2 separate regions of the Xenopus laevis genome follow, and region 2 is linked to region 1. A link is a contact called in public Hi-C data. All regions are on one chromosome and are shown on one strand. Each heading gives the region's core, a stretch centred on a gene start, on an enhancer-like site or on the middle of the called end of the contact. The rest is flanking DNA. Distances are from core to core; before and after follow the strand shown.

Region 1 (6,165 bases), core at 2,567-5,066:
CGTCTTCTCCTGCGCTCGCCTGTGACTGAACGCATGAAACCGGAACGCAGGGGAGCGCAGCTAAAAACGCTCGTCTGTAAGAGTAATTATTTTCTAAAACTCAGGTGTGAACTGCAAAATCCTGTCTGTTTATTAGTTTCCTTTAAGCACATTCCGGAGCACAGAGAAATATATCAGTTTTGGAAAACCTGAGTGTTGCAATGGCAGGACTCACCTTCCCTTCTGTTTGCAGAGGAGCGGACACTTCACACAGTGCCTTTAAGTTGTGCCAAAAGGTTTTTTTCTACTAAAACATGCAAAATACCCAACCCAAAATGAATAGTTGATATTAACTGCCCCTTGAATTCATTTCCCAGCCTTTTGCAGCATCTCTCAGTATGCTTTTATTGTCCACAGACAAAACTTGCCCATTCAGGCTTAGGGCAGATTTACTAAAGGGGGAAGTGACTAATGCTGGCGAAGATTCGCCAGCGTTACCGTTTTCAGGGACTTCTAGTATCTACGGGCGCAGGCGTAGACACAAGCAGTGATTGCACTCTATCGCCAGGCGAATTTTTGCCAGCTCAGACCAGGTGGAGTGCACTGGAGTGCATAGATCTTCCTCATTCTTCTGTTACTTACATCATATTTTTTAGTGGAAAAAGTTTCAAAGTCCAAAAAACGCTGGCGTCTTTTCCTTTTTTCAGAGTGATAGGCTGCAAAAGTCCTTACATTTTTTGGGTAACCGGTTTCTCCCATACATTTTATAACATATGGAGCATTAACTATACACAGGGCTCATGTGTAGGGCATTATAACAATTCTATTTACTTTATTAAGGTTCCCTGGACTTGTGTAATCTAATGTATTTGCTGCAACATATACGTCTATTCAACCTTAAATTTCCCACCGTATGCAAATTAGCCTGTTGGAAGGAATTTGTTGTTTTCCTTCATGTTATTTTGGCTTCTGATAAGCCAGGGAGCATCAAATAGCTTTCTTTGAACAGGTGAATATTCGGGGAGTGATTGAAGGGACTGGAGAGTCGGGAAGGTCATGGCAGGGAATTCCAGAAAGAGGCAGAAGCTCAAGAGAAATCTTGCAGTTAAGAGTGGGATGAGGCAATGAAAGGAGAGGTCACAGCTGAGGAGCGTGGGGAGAAAATGAAGGAGTGAACTTGGAGATGAGACCAGAGACTCCTGAATTCAGTTTGGGATTCATCTGAATCCCAGGAACAGGGAAAGTCCTTTGCTTCAACAAAACAAATCTATATTTTGCTTTCCATTGGCCTGTATTGTGCTGGGTCACTGAAGTCAATTTATGTTTTTTATATCAAGTGCATTTAAACTTTAACAGGTGTAATGGGTAGAAGGTGGGATGGGGGGGTTCATTCAAAGCCATGGCTGCTGAACAGTAGAACATTCTTACTTTATGACACTTTATGACACTCCCATGAAGCTACGCCACTGCTAGAAGTGTCTGAAAGGAAGGTGTTGTTGCTAAACTGTAACTTTAGAGGTTGTGACAGCCACAATGGAAGCAGACCCCATGGATGAAGAGGGGGGGCAGACGGAACGGTGGGGCCTGGACTTCGGGGTCAGCAGCCCCTGTAGTTGCAGAAATCTTCCCATTCCCAGTCATTCTCCAACCTATGTACTCCTGTACTTTTACTAGGTGTTGGTTACTTTGGGGCTTGGTCTTTGACTCCTGTACTCCACCTCAGATCCTCTGGCAGATCCAACTCCTGCTAGAGTGCAGTCTAGAAACATAGAAAGACCCATGTGCTAACCTATGGACAGGTCACAAGATCCAAGGGACAATGGGGGAAACCTCCCTCCCACAAGACATAGGTGAGAGAACCAGAACTTCCTAAGCAATAGGGGAAATATCCCTTAAAGCAGTGCTGTCTAATTTCTGTGTTATCGAAAACCAACATTTTTCTGGCCTACATGGTGGAGGGCCTATAATAGAAGCCAGTGTTGACCACTCCCTGTTTTTAAACCACACCCACTTTAAACCACACCCATGTTACCACAAGACCATATCCGCATTAATATGTGGTAGCACGCCAAAAAACCAAATGGTTGGTGCTCACTGCAGGGATATCACTTATCATTCATATGTGAAAAAAGTTGTCATATTAAGACATACCCTTAAATCCATATACCTCCTCATTCCCTGTGGATAACACAGTATCCCCAGTACCAGGCTTATGTTCCACAGGCAGAGTATGTCACACACAGGCAGAGAAAGGCACACACACAGGCAGAGAAGGGCGCACACACAGGCAGAGAAAGGCACACACACAGGCAGAGAAGGGCACACACACAGACAGAGAAGGGCACACACACAGGCAGAGAAAGGCACACACACAGGCAGAGAAAGGCACACACACAGGCAGAGAAGGGCACACACACAGACAGAGAAGGGCACACACACAGGCAGAGAAAGGCACACACACAGGCAGAGAAAGGCACACACACAGACAGAGAAGGGCACACACACAGGCAGAGAAAGGCACACACACAAGCAGAGAAGGGCACACACACAGGCAGAGAAGGGCACACACACAGACAGAGAAGGGCACACACACAGGCAGAGAAAGGCGCACACACAGGCAGAGAAGGGCACACACACAGGCAGAGAAGGGCACACACACAGGCAGAGAAAGGAACACACACAGGCAGAGAAAGGCACACACACAGGCAGAGAAGGGCACACACACAGGCAGAGAAGGGAACACACACAGGCAGAGAAAGGCACACACACAGGTAGAGAAGGGCACACACACAGGCAGAGAAAGGCACACACACAGGCAGAGAAGGGCACACACAGGCAGAGTATGTCACACACAGGCACTGGATTCCATGGGCTTGAGATCAGGTTTCAGGGAACCATGACATTGAAATAGGGATGCTAGGAATTGTGGTCTTGAGCACAGGACCTCTGGAATCACGGCTTTGATGAAAGGATACTGGAGATCATGACCTTGAGAACTGAATGTTATGAATCGTGACCTTGAGTTGCGGATGCTGAAGCAATAGCCTTGATCACAGGACTCAAGGAACTATAAACTCATATACAGAGTGCTAAGAATCGTGGCCTCCTTGAGTTGAGGATACTGGAAAGTGGAAACCATGGCCTTGATCACAGAATGCAGGGAACCATAACCTTGTATACAGGATGCTGAGAATCATGGTCTACTTCAGTTGAGGATACGGAAAACCATGGTATTGCATATAGGACACATGGAATCATGGTCTTGAGGATAGAATTTTGTAAATTATGGCCTCGAGTACTGGAAACCTGAAATCGAGATCTTGAGAAGATGATGCTTAGAATTGTGAACTTGAGGACAGGATTTTGGGAATCATAACCTTAAGGAGAGGATACTGGAAACCATGACCATGACAAAGGGGCACTCGAAATTATGGCAACAACTAGTCAAGAGAGGCCATTTTACAGAAACATGATAAGAACCATGACAAAAATAGATGAATTTTGCCCAAAGGGCTTGGTACAATGGAATGCATTGTATGGTTGAATCAGATTGTTAGCAGCTCAGACACAGACTACATAAAGAGCTGATATGTTGCTGTTATTTCCAGTGTGGAGGGTTTAGACTGGCTATTTGTGCAATATACATAGTGTGCAGATGAGAAGTATTTGCAGAACACTCCATAAACCTGAGTGGCCTCTTGCCTAATATTAAAGTGGGCTCTTGAGATAATAATTTCAGAAGAAATTGGATATGTACCTGGTGGGGGAGGCAGCAGAATGACACAGTAAGGGAAAGTGTCCTGTGCATGGTATTAGCAGGTATTAGCAGGGGATAGAGGAAGTCTAAGGGTAATGAGGGAGCTATCTGATTGGACTCTTTGGCAGGTATTGACTATGCAGCAGCAGACACATTGTAGTGTGTGCACTTCAGGTGTGTAAGCATTACACTCATAAGCGTTGACTCAGCCCAGTGTAAGCATTGGGACACTTCTGGGAAAGCCTTTCTACATCATTAACCCCCACCCCAAATATATAGAGCCAACACCTCAGAGATCCTACTCACTACACTACAGAGATGGAAGGGACACGCCTGATCTGGCTACTTACCCTGTGTGCAGCTGCAGGTAAGGATCCATCAGTACAGATTTGTATATTGTCCACCCAGTGCTCCTCCAGCTTTTGTTTGAGACTGATATCCCCCAGCATACCCAGACAGGTAAAAGTATAAACTTAATTTCATGACCATGGGTTAGATAGACGTCCTATGGCAAAGGTCTGTTACTAGTTTGCCTACGCTGGATCTGCTTCTCTACAGCAGAGTTTGGAAACCTTTGGCCCTCAGTCTGTTATTGAACTACAATTCCCAAAATTCTACCCAAAACCAATGGTTGAGAATCACAATTAAGCAATATCGGTTGTGCACCCTTGCACAGAATCTGATTTAGTCTTAGTTCATCATAGATCTTAATTGCTCTTTGTAGTAGTGCTTTCTTTCTATTTGATTTTTGACCAGAGTCCCCATTTTAGATGCTGTTAAATAGGGTACTTAATCTTACTGGGGCAAACACTACCTTTTAGTTCTTAAAGGAACAGTAAAGTAAAGGTAAAAAAGTAATTAGAATATAATGTACTGTTGCTTTGCACTGGTAAAAGTTATGTTTATTGTTTTAGAAAGACTGCTCTAGTTTATGTAAATAGGCTACTGTGTAGCCATGGGGGCAGCCATTCAGGATATAAAGGAGAAAAGGCACAGGTTACTTAGCAGATAACAGATAAGCCCTGTTATAGAATACAGTTGGATTCTACAGATTGTATCTGGCAGGCCCGGACTGGCAATCTGTGGGTTCTGGCAAATGCCAGAGGGGCTGCTATAAGGTGCCATAGAAAGTCAATATTTAGTGGGCTGGTGGGGCTGTTTGGGCCTCTATGTGGGCTGATTGGGCCTCTGTGTACCTGAAATGGCAGGGCCTATTTTAATTCTCAGTCCGGACCTGGTATCTGGTATCTGCTATGTAACCTGTGCTGCCCCCATGGCTACACAACAGCTTGTTTATTTAAAACTATAGTAGTTTTTCTAAAGAAAACACCACCTGTTGTACCAGTGCAGGGCAACAGTACATTGTATTGTCATTCCTTTAAAACACTTTGTTTGGTGTTACTGTTCCTTTAACCTCTGTTAAAGAGATACTGACACCTGAAATTAATTTTTTTTACATCTATTATAATATTGGCTTTGCAAGCTACTTCTAACTTTGCCATAAAGTATTTGCATGATGCTTTTACATTACCTGTCTGATCCCCCATGTTCCTGTATGAGGGGGGCTGCCATATTTGTGCAGCAGGAGTCCGTTAGCATTAGAAACTGTAACTAACAGGCTGAGATGGGACAGTCAGGTTGGCAAAGTCAGAGTGTCAGAGAGTCAGGCTTAGGAACTTCAACTAACAATTATGTACAAAAACAAACCTTTCAGCAAAAAATGATCAACATGACCTATAGGTAACATTTAATGTACATTCATATGCTAAAATTCATTTTTTAGTGTCAGTATCACTTTAAGTGCTCAACAATTAGATGTAATCAGTAGGTGTAATCGGAGTCATACAGACCTAGAGAAGGGGTGATGTGAAATGTCTGGGGCCCATCATGAAATCATCTGGTACCATGGCCAGTCTGACCCTAAGTTATCTAAACTTACTTTTCATCAATCTGGAAGCATCTATTACTGGATATAAATTGATATTCTGGCAAGTTGTGTAATGTGAGTCTTTGTTTCCTCTCCAGTTCTGTCTGGGAAGATCCCAGTAAAGGACGACTGCGCCCTGGGCCCGGAGTTCTGGTGTCAGGACCTGATGACAGCAGCTCAATGTGGAGCCGTGGATCACTGCAAGCAAACTGCCTGGTTAGGAATAGTAAGTGCACTGGCAACTGTCCTCATGATCCTCTGATAGCACTCAATGCAGGTTACTGGCCTTTAAAGCAAGACTGTTTCTATAAAGGAAGCAGAACCTGCAACTGCTGGGTTTCCAGTGGGGCACTAACTGTCAAAGGGGTGGTTCACCTTTAAGTAAACTTTTAGTATTTCATAGAGCAGCCAATTACAAGCAACTTTTAATTAAGTCTTCATTATTTATTTATCATTTTTTAATTATTTGCCTTCTTCTTCTGACTCTTCCCAGCTTTCAAAT
Region 2 (5,894 bases), core at 1,837-4,336, 55 kb before region 1:
CGCACGTTACAGAAATCTCTGTATGTGAAACTGTCAGCTGAAACTTCATTCAGCCCCTCCCCACGCATTTTGCAGTGTATTAGGTACGAAATGGTTCTGCGGTGCAAGAGAAGCCGTTTGATGTATTTGCGCCTTGCTGCTCTATTTGTGTTTACATAACTCCCACTGCCTTTGCTCTTTAACTTGCTCGGGCTGTGCCAGCCCCACGGATAAAGATCGCCACGCTAGATCAACATAATTGGCCTAGTATGTCTTCCTATGGTCTCTAGGTGCTGCTTTTATATTACAAGACTTCAACTATATCTCAGGGAGAAGTGGATCCTTTCAGATCAAATAAATGCATTTCATTGAGGCCTGTCTGAGAACGGTAAGGAGCCCTCTCACAGTAATGTAAGAGGAAGAATATTATTTGTTTCAGATAGGCACATGGTACTGCTTTACACTTATGTACATATCTTTTAGTGTGATTGTGTGCGGTCACATTGTCTAGACAAGCTTTTCTAGGCTTTCTGTGTTCAAGTCTAGTCTTTAACTTATAACTTATAAAATGGTGGGTGAGAATTCACGGCAAATCTCACTCTGGCTGGCCTTCAGACTGGGGGGTCCCCTCCGCTATTGGCCGTGGGGTATCCCTAAAGTCTGGGAGTCACCCATCTAGAGCTCCACTGTAGTGTCCCTTTTGCTTTCTCAATTGCTGCCCTCGCCCTGCCTCTCAGGTACTCCTTTTAGATTGTACAACCTGCAGGGCTTCTCCGCTCCTGCTTTTTGCACTGGAAACAATCTTAAATAAAAGCGTTATATATGTAAAAAACACAAGAGTGGTGACATTTTTGAGCTGGGGCTAATCCATGGAGACAATTTACTTCTTCTGCCACAAACCATGAGTTGATGTACATGGAAAAGCGTTTTACAGGAAGAAATAAATGCAGTAGTCTAAGAAAGCGACCTAGGAGGAGTAAAAGGGCAAATTGACCAATCCACATTGGAACAGGTAACTGACGTGGGACATAAAGACAGCAAGACTTTATAGTAGTGTCCCCTTGATTCTGTAAGCCCCGCTCTGCATATAAAATTGGGCTCAGGTGAGAAATAGAAAAATAGGCTTTGGGATGATCACGCCAATGCAGTGGCAGTTTTTTTTTCAGGTACCTGTGGCTAAAGAGAAGTGACAGTAGTAATAGGGAATCTGTACTCACCATGAATGGAAGTGGTTCTAGTATCCCAAAGAGTTTGTTATTGACTCTTAAGCAATTAAAAAGGCAGAGCCTATTGGCAAGGGAACCGAAGCACTGAAAGCACTTAAAGGAGAACTAAAGCTTAACTAAAGAAGTAGGCTAGAATTGTTGTACATTATGTTTTGTACCAGGCTAAGGCATCCACAGTCATTGAAGGTCTGTGCCCCAAAGATGCCCCAGTAGCCCCCTATCTTTTTTTCTGCACATGCTCTGTGCTGCTGTCACTTACTGAGCTTAGGGACCCACTCACAATATACAGTACACATAGAATAGAAATGTCACAATATAAGGCTGATTAGTAATTAATACAGATAATTACTACATGGCAGCACAGAAACCAGTGCAATTAACATCAGAATTTAATAATCAGCCCTGTAGCATCAGCTTATATTACAGACCAACCTCATTTTCTGCTGGATAATTAGTGACGACCCCTAAGTTTAGCTTCTCAACAGCTGCTCAGAGCCCACTGAGCATGTGAGTGTCACAGACACTTTCCAAGATGGTGACCCCCTGTGACAAGTTTGAAGTCCTGGATCATTGCTGCTATTGACAAGCTGACACTTTAGGCTGGTACAATAAGCTCACTATATAAAATATGACATTTTTAGCCACATTCATTTTTAGGGTTTAGATATCCTTTAACCTTTCCAAGCCTAGCTCTCTATATATCCACTGCTGTTATTTACATTCTGTCCAGCCTTCTCAATCTACATACTTCCCAGCTTTTCACTATTAAGATATTAGACGTCACCCCTCCCAGGCTAGAACACTGAGGGTCTGTATACTGACAGCTGGCCTATATGACAGTCTACATTTCGAAGACAAACCTCCAATATAAGTGCAAAAATGTGTTTTTATCCTGGGGATGTGCAGGGCATTTTTTCCAGACCTTTATGCCAGAATTGCCCATTTGTGCCATTGCATTTGGCGACTTTAAAAATTCAGCTCTCTCTGCCCACCAAACATTCCCATGAGGGGTATTACTGGTTCCCTAAAGTCTTGGGACAAGAGGCTCCAACCAAGGCTTTACAAAATGGCACCAGTCAGCACTAATGTGGCATATGTTTGGCTCTGCTGGAGATTTTTCTACACTCGTTTGCATGGGGGTCTTTCTCTGCGTGGGGGCGATAAAAGAAATTTGATTGCAAGCTCCCCTGGAAAAGACACTTATGGGAATGGGTATTCATAAGACTTCAGCTTTGCTTCTCTGGGAACCAAACTACTCAAATTGGAAGAAAGTGTGAATTTGGGAAATATAGCATGAATTAGGGGTTACTCAGCAAAATAAATAAATAATAGGCTCAAAGGGCTTGTTCACCACTGAGTGAACTTTTAGAACAATGTAGAGAGGGACACAATTTGCAAATGGCTTTTATTCTTTATTTATCGTTTTTGTTTTCCAAGCAACCATGCATTGATTTGAATAAGGAGGACTATGAATAGGAGAGGGTCAGGATAGAAAGATGAGTAATAAAAAAAAGAGCAATAACAATACATTTGTAGTTTTACAGAACATTTGTTTTTTTTTAGATGGGGTCAGTGACCCCTATTTGAAAACTGGAGAGGGTCAGAAGAAATCATTTAAAAAAACGATAAAAAATAACTAAACATTAACTTAAAGTGAATCACCTTTTTAGATTCCAGGAAAATATAAATAAGGAATACATATAATATACAATTAATAGGAATAAATATAATATTCCATGAATACAGTGCTGCTATTTTCTATGCAATATTCAGCCTGTGCATGACATGTGAGTGCAGATAATTGGAGGGACCCCTGGAAGCTTGAGACTGTAGCGCTGTGCCTTTCAGCAAGACAAAGACAAACAGCAGCAAAAGTCTTTGTTTTTGAGCATCCATGCGGGATACAGAGCCTCTGGCACTATGAGCAGAGGGCGGGGGGTTCTATCCAGAAATACTGTGGAGATCTGATAAAATCTCTAGCTCTTACCACTCTGCACAATGGTGATCTGGAACTTGCCTTGGGCCCCAGCATCAGAGGGGCCCATACAAAAGACATTATAGTAATAATATAATGAGTTATTTATCAGTATATACAACAGAACTATACAACCTGTAGGCGTCCGACTTTGTTAGATTGCAACTCTCTGAAAATGAATACTGTAAGGGGATGCTGAGAGTTGTAGTTCTGGACATCCCTGATTTATATTGATCTGTCCCTGCGCTGCAACTGCCATGCAAGGTTTGGGCTGCATATTCTGCGTTGGTACTGCCTGGTTCCCATGCGACTCCCCATTGCACTGGGGGAGCAATGATCCTGAAAATTGCCACATCTGTATGATTTGCTTTTTTATTTTCTGCATGAGAAACTTTTATTTGCAATTAGCGACCTCCTTACTGCACTCTCCCCTGCCCCTTCCATCCGTAATCCATTCAAGTCTCTACTGTTACTTCCAGCGCTAGGGGAAGGAGTACTTAGGACAGGACAAAGGGCCCGACAAAGCTTTATACCTTCTACCCCTTGGCCCAGAAAAGATCTTTTACAATGTGAAAACTTTTATTATTGTAAATTCGGCTGTTGTGAAACTACAACTCCCAGCATCCCATGACACTCAGAATACTGATTTACATTACACTGATGTTTGTTTTTGACGTAGATGTAATTTTCTTATATTTAATGCCCCTAGACCTATGGGGGTGATCTGAACCCTATAAAGCACAGATACGTATGCTGGAGACTAAGAAATGGAAGGCAGCCGCATCTTTACCCCACTATATTCATTTCAGCTAGTTAGCAGTGGCATATACCTAGGTGGCATGTGATATCCCAAACCATTGATCAATCTGGACCCCCATTCCTGCCCCCCCCCCCAACAGTCTGCTGTCTGTATTGATACTCCCTTTCCAAATAACCAACAGGCAATAAAAGTGCAAAGGCATGGTATAGTCTATTCCCCCCCTGTAAGGAGCACATGGTAGCAGCAATCTGGCTTGTGTGCATCCAACTCCCCCATCATGATCAGGAAGGGTGGGGGGTGATATTCCCTGTTCTCTAGGCAGGGAGGGAACCGAGTGGTTGGAAAGGGGGGCAGTATTGAGTGGTGGGTATAATGTTGCTGTTTCCTGCTGTTACTGCTTTGATTTATCCCTAATGAGTTCTTGGCACATGAATGATCAGAGCTCTCTGAGGAGCCTGCCCCTTAATGCAGCATCCGACAGCTCTCCCATGGCTCCCTGCAGTCTTTCTCACTTTCCCTCTCTCCATCTTGTCTGCCATTACCCAGGATCGCATGCACTCACTCCTTCTCAATTCTTCCATCCCATAATTTCCTTCTCCTCACACTTCTGGCTGTATCAGTCCCAAAATACAGTTGCAGTTTCTTCTATTTCTGTCCCAGAATTGTTTGCTTGCCCCAGCCTTCATGCACTGGCACTCTAACTCCATAGGTTTCGATTTCTAACCCAGAACTTATTGCTTTGCCCCTGTACGTGTATCTGTCCCAGAGTTTTTTCCTTCATACTGTGCCTTCTTCCTTTCCAGAAACGCCAGGACTCGATCAGGATCTCAGTGTGGAGTTAGCTCGTACCTCTAATAAATATCAACTTACCGCTATTCTCTCAAAGACAGTTGGGCAGCTTTGTTTGTGGCAGCGCAGTATAGAGGGGCCAGTAGGGCCTTAACTCATATGATTAAAAGTTTACAAAAGTTCACAAATAAGCATCATATACGACCTGTTGATACAAAAATTGCATCTGCAGATGCAGAGAAACACAAGAATCTGCTCCTCTGCTCCTCTGCTCCTCTGCTGGTCCAAGAGCTTGCACCCAGAAGTATTTCCCTTTGCTAGGGTGTACAGACACAGTGGATTTTGGTAATGAAATGTGAGATTTTGTGCCGATATCCCCCTTGTCTGCCTGCACCAGAGCAGAGGTAATGTTTCCAGCTGCAGGCACTTCTACCAAACTAAAGCTTGGTGTGGCCATAAGAGCTTCAGGTCAGGAGCAGTCATTTTTCATTACACCATTGCAGTTTTTTACGTGGGTACTGGGAGTTGTGCTGCAACTACAGGCGATGGGTTGCAGGTTTGGAGGAACAAATATACATAAAGATGTAAAGTGTTCCTGTCTCTGTCTTATCTTACTGCTGCCATCCTTGCTCTGCTCTGCCTGCTACTCTCCACTTCCTACCTGCTGCTCTGCACGACCCACTGTGTGCTGTTGTTCCTCTATGCACCCCTTGCGAACAATCCCTGAAACAATGTATTTATTTTATAATGCTCCATGACAGGGGGTGTAACTATATATAGAAGGCAGACCTTGTGATAGCTGGGGACCCAGGAGCTGCAAGGGCCCATGTGTAGTAGCACTGGCTGATAATGCAATTAATGTCTTATTTCAAAAACTCATGGGGCTCAAGAATGATCTTGCTGTGGGTTTACATCTAGTTACTCTGCTGCTCCAAGGCTTGGCAGTGCTTAATAGAGAGAGAGAGAGAGAGAGAGAGAGAGAAACAGTAACATCACAAACAGGTGTTAATTTAAAGGGGAACTCCACGCATAACTTAAGCTTTTTGAAAAGTAAGCATGATTTCAAGCAACTTTGCAATATACACCAATTAAAAAATATGCAGACTTTTCATGATTTTTAATGGTTTGAATCAGTTCCCTAAGCCTAGCCCCCTGCTCTTCTGCT

The links. A called contact is a pair of places that touch in the nucleus more often than the background predicts.
Region 2: a Hi-C map of the XL177 cell line shows a contact between it and region 1, with 2.1 times the contacts expected there. The contact joins the enhancer-like site here to the promoter of sftpb.L in region 1. A contact is called at or near these places in 2 of 4 Hi-C or Micro-C datasets (the XL177 cell line and the XTC cell line).

What each region holds. Positions count from the first base shown.
Region 1 is chr3L:133,519,826-133,525,990 of Xenopus_laevis_v10.1, reverse strand. sftpb.L (surfactant, pulmonary-associated protein B L homeolog) reads left to right here and starts at 3,816. Exons shown (of 11, transcript NM_001096917.1): 1 at 3,816-4,103; 2 at 5,762-5,889. The coding sequence starts at 4,055.
Region 2 is chr3L:133,574,778-133,580,671 of Xenopus_laevis_v10.1, reverse strand. No RefSeq gene overlaps it. Among protein-coding and RNA genes, the nearest start is that of pax8.L, 24 kb to the right of the region's middle. Within about 2 kb of position 3,086, at least 1 of the 7 cell types and tissues checked has an H3K27ac peak or open chromatin away from gene starts, as enhancers often do.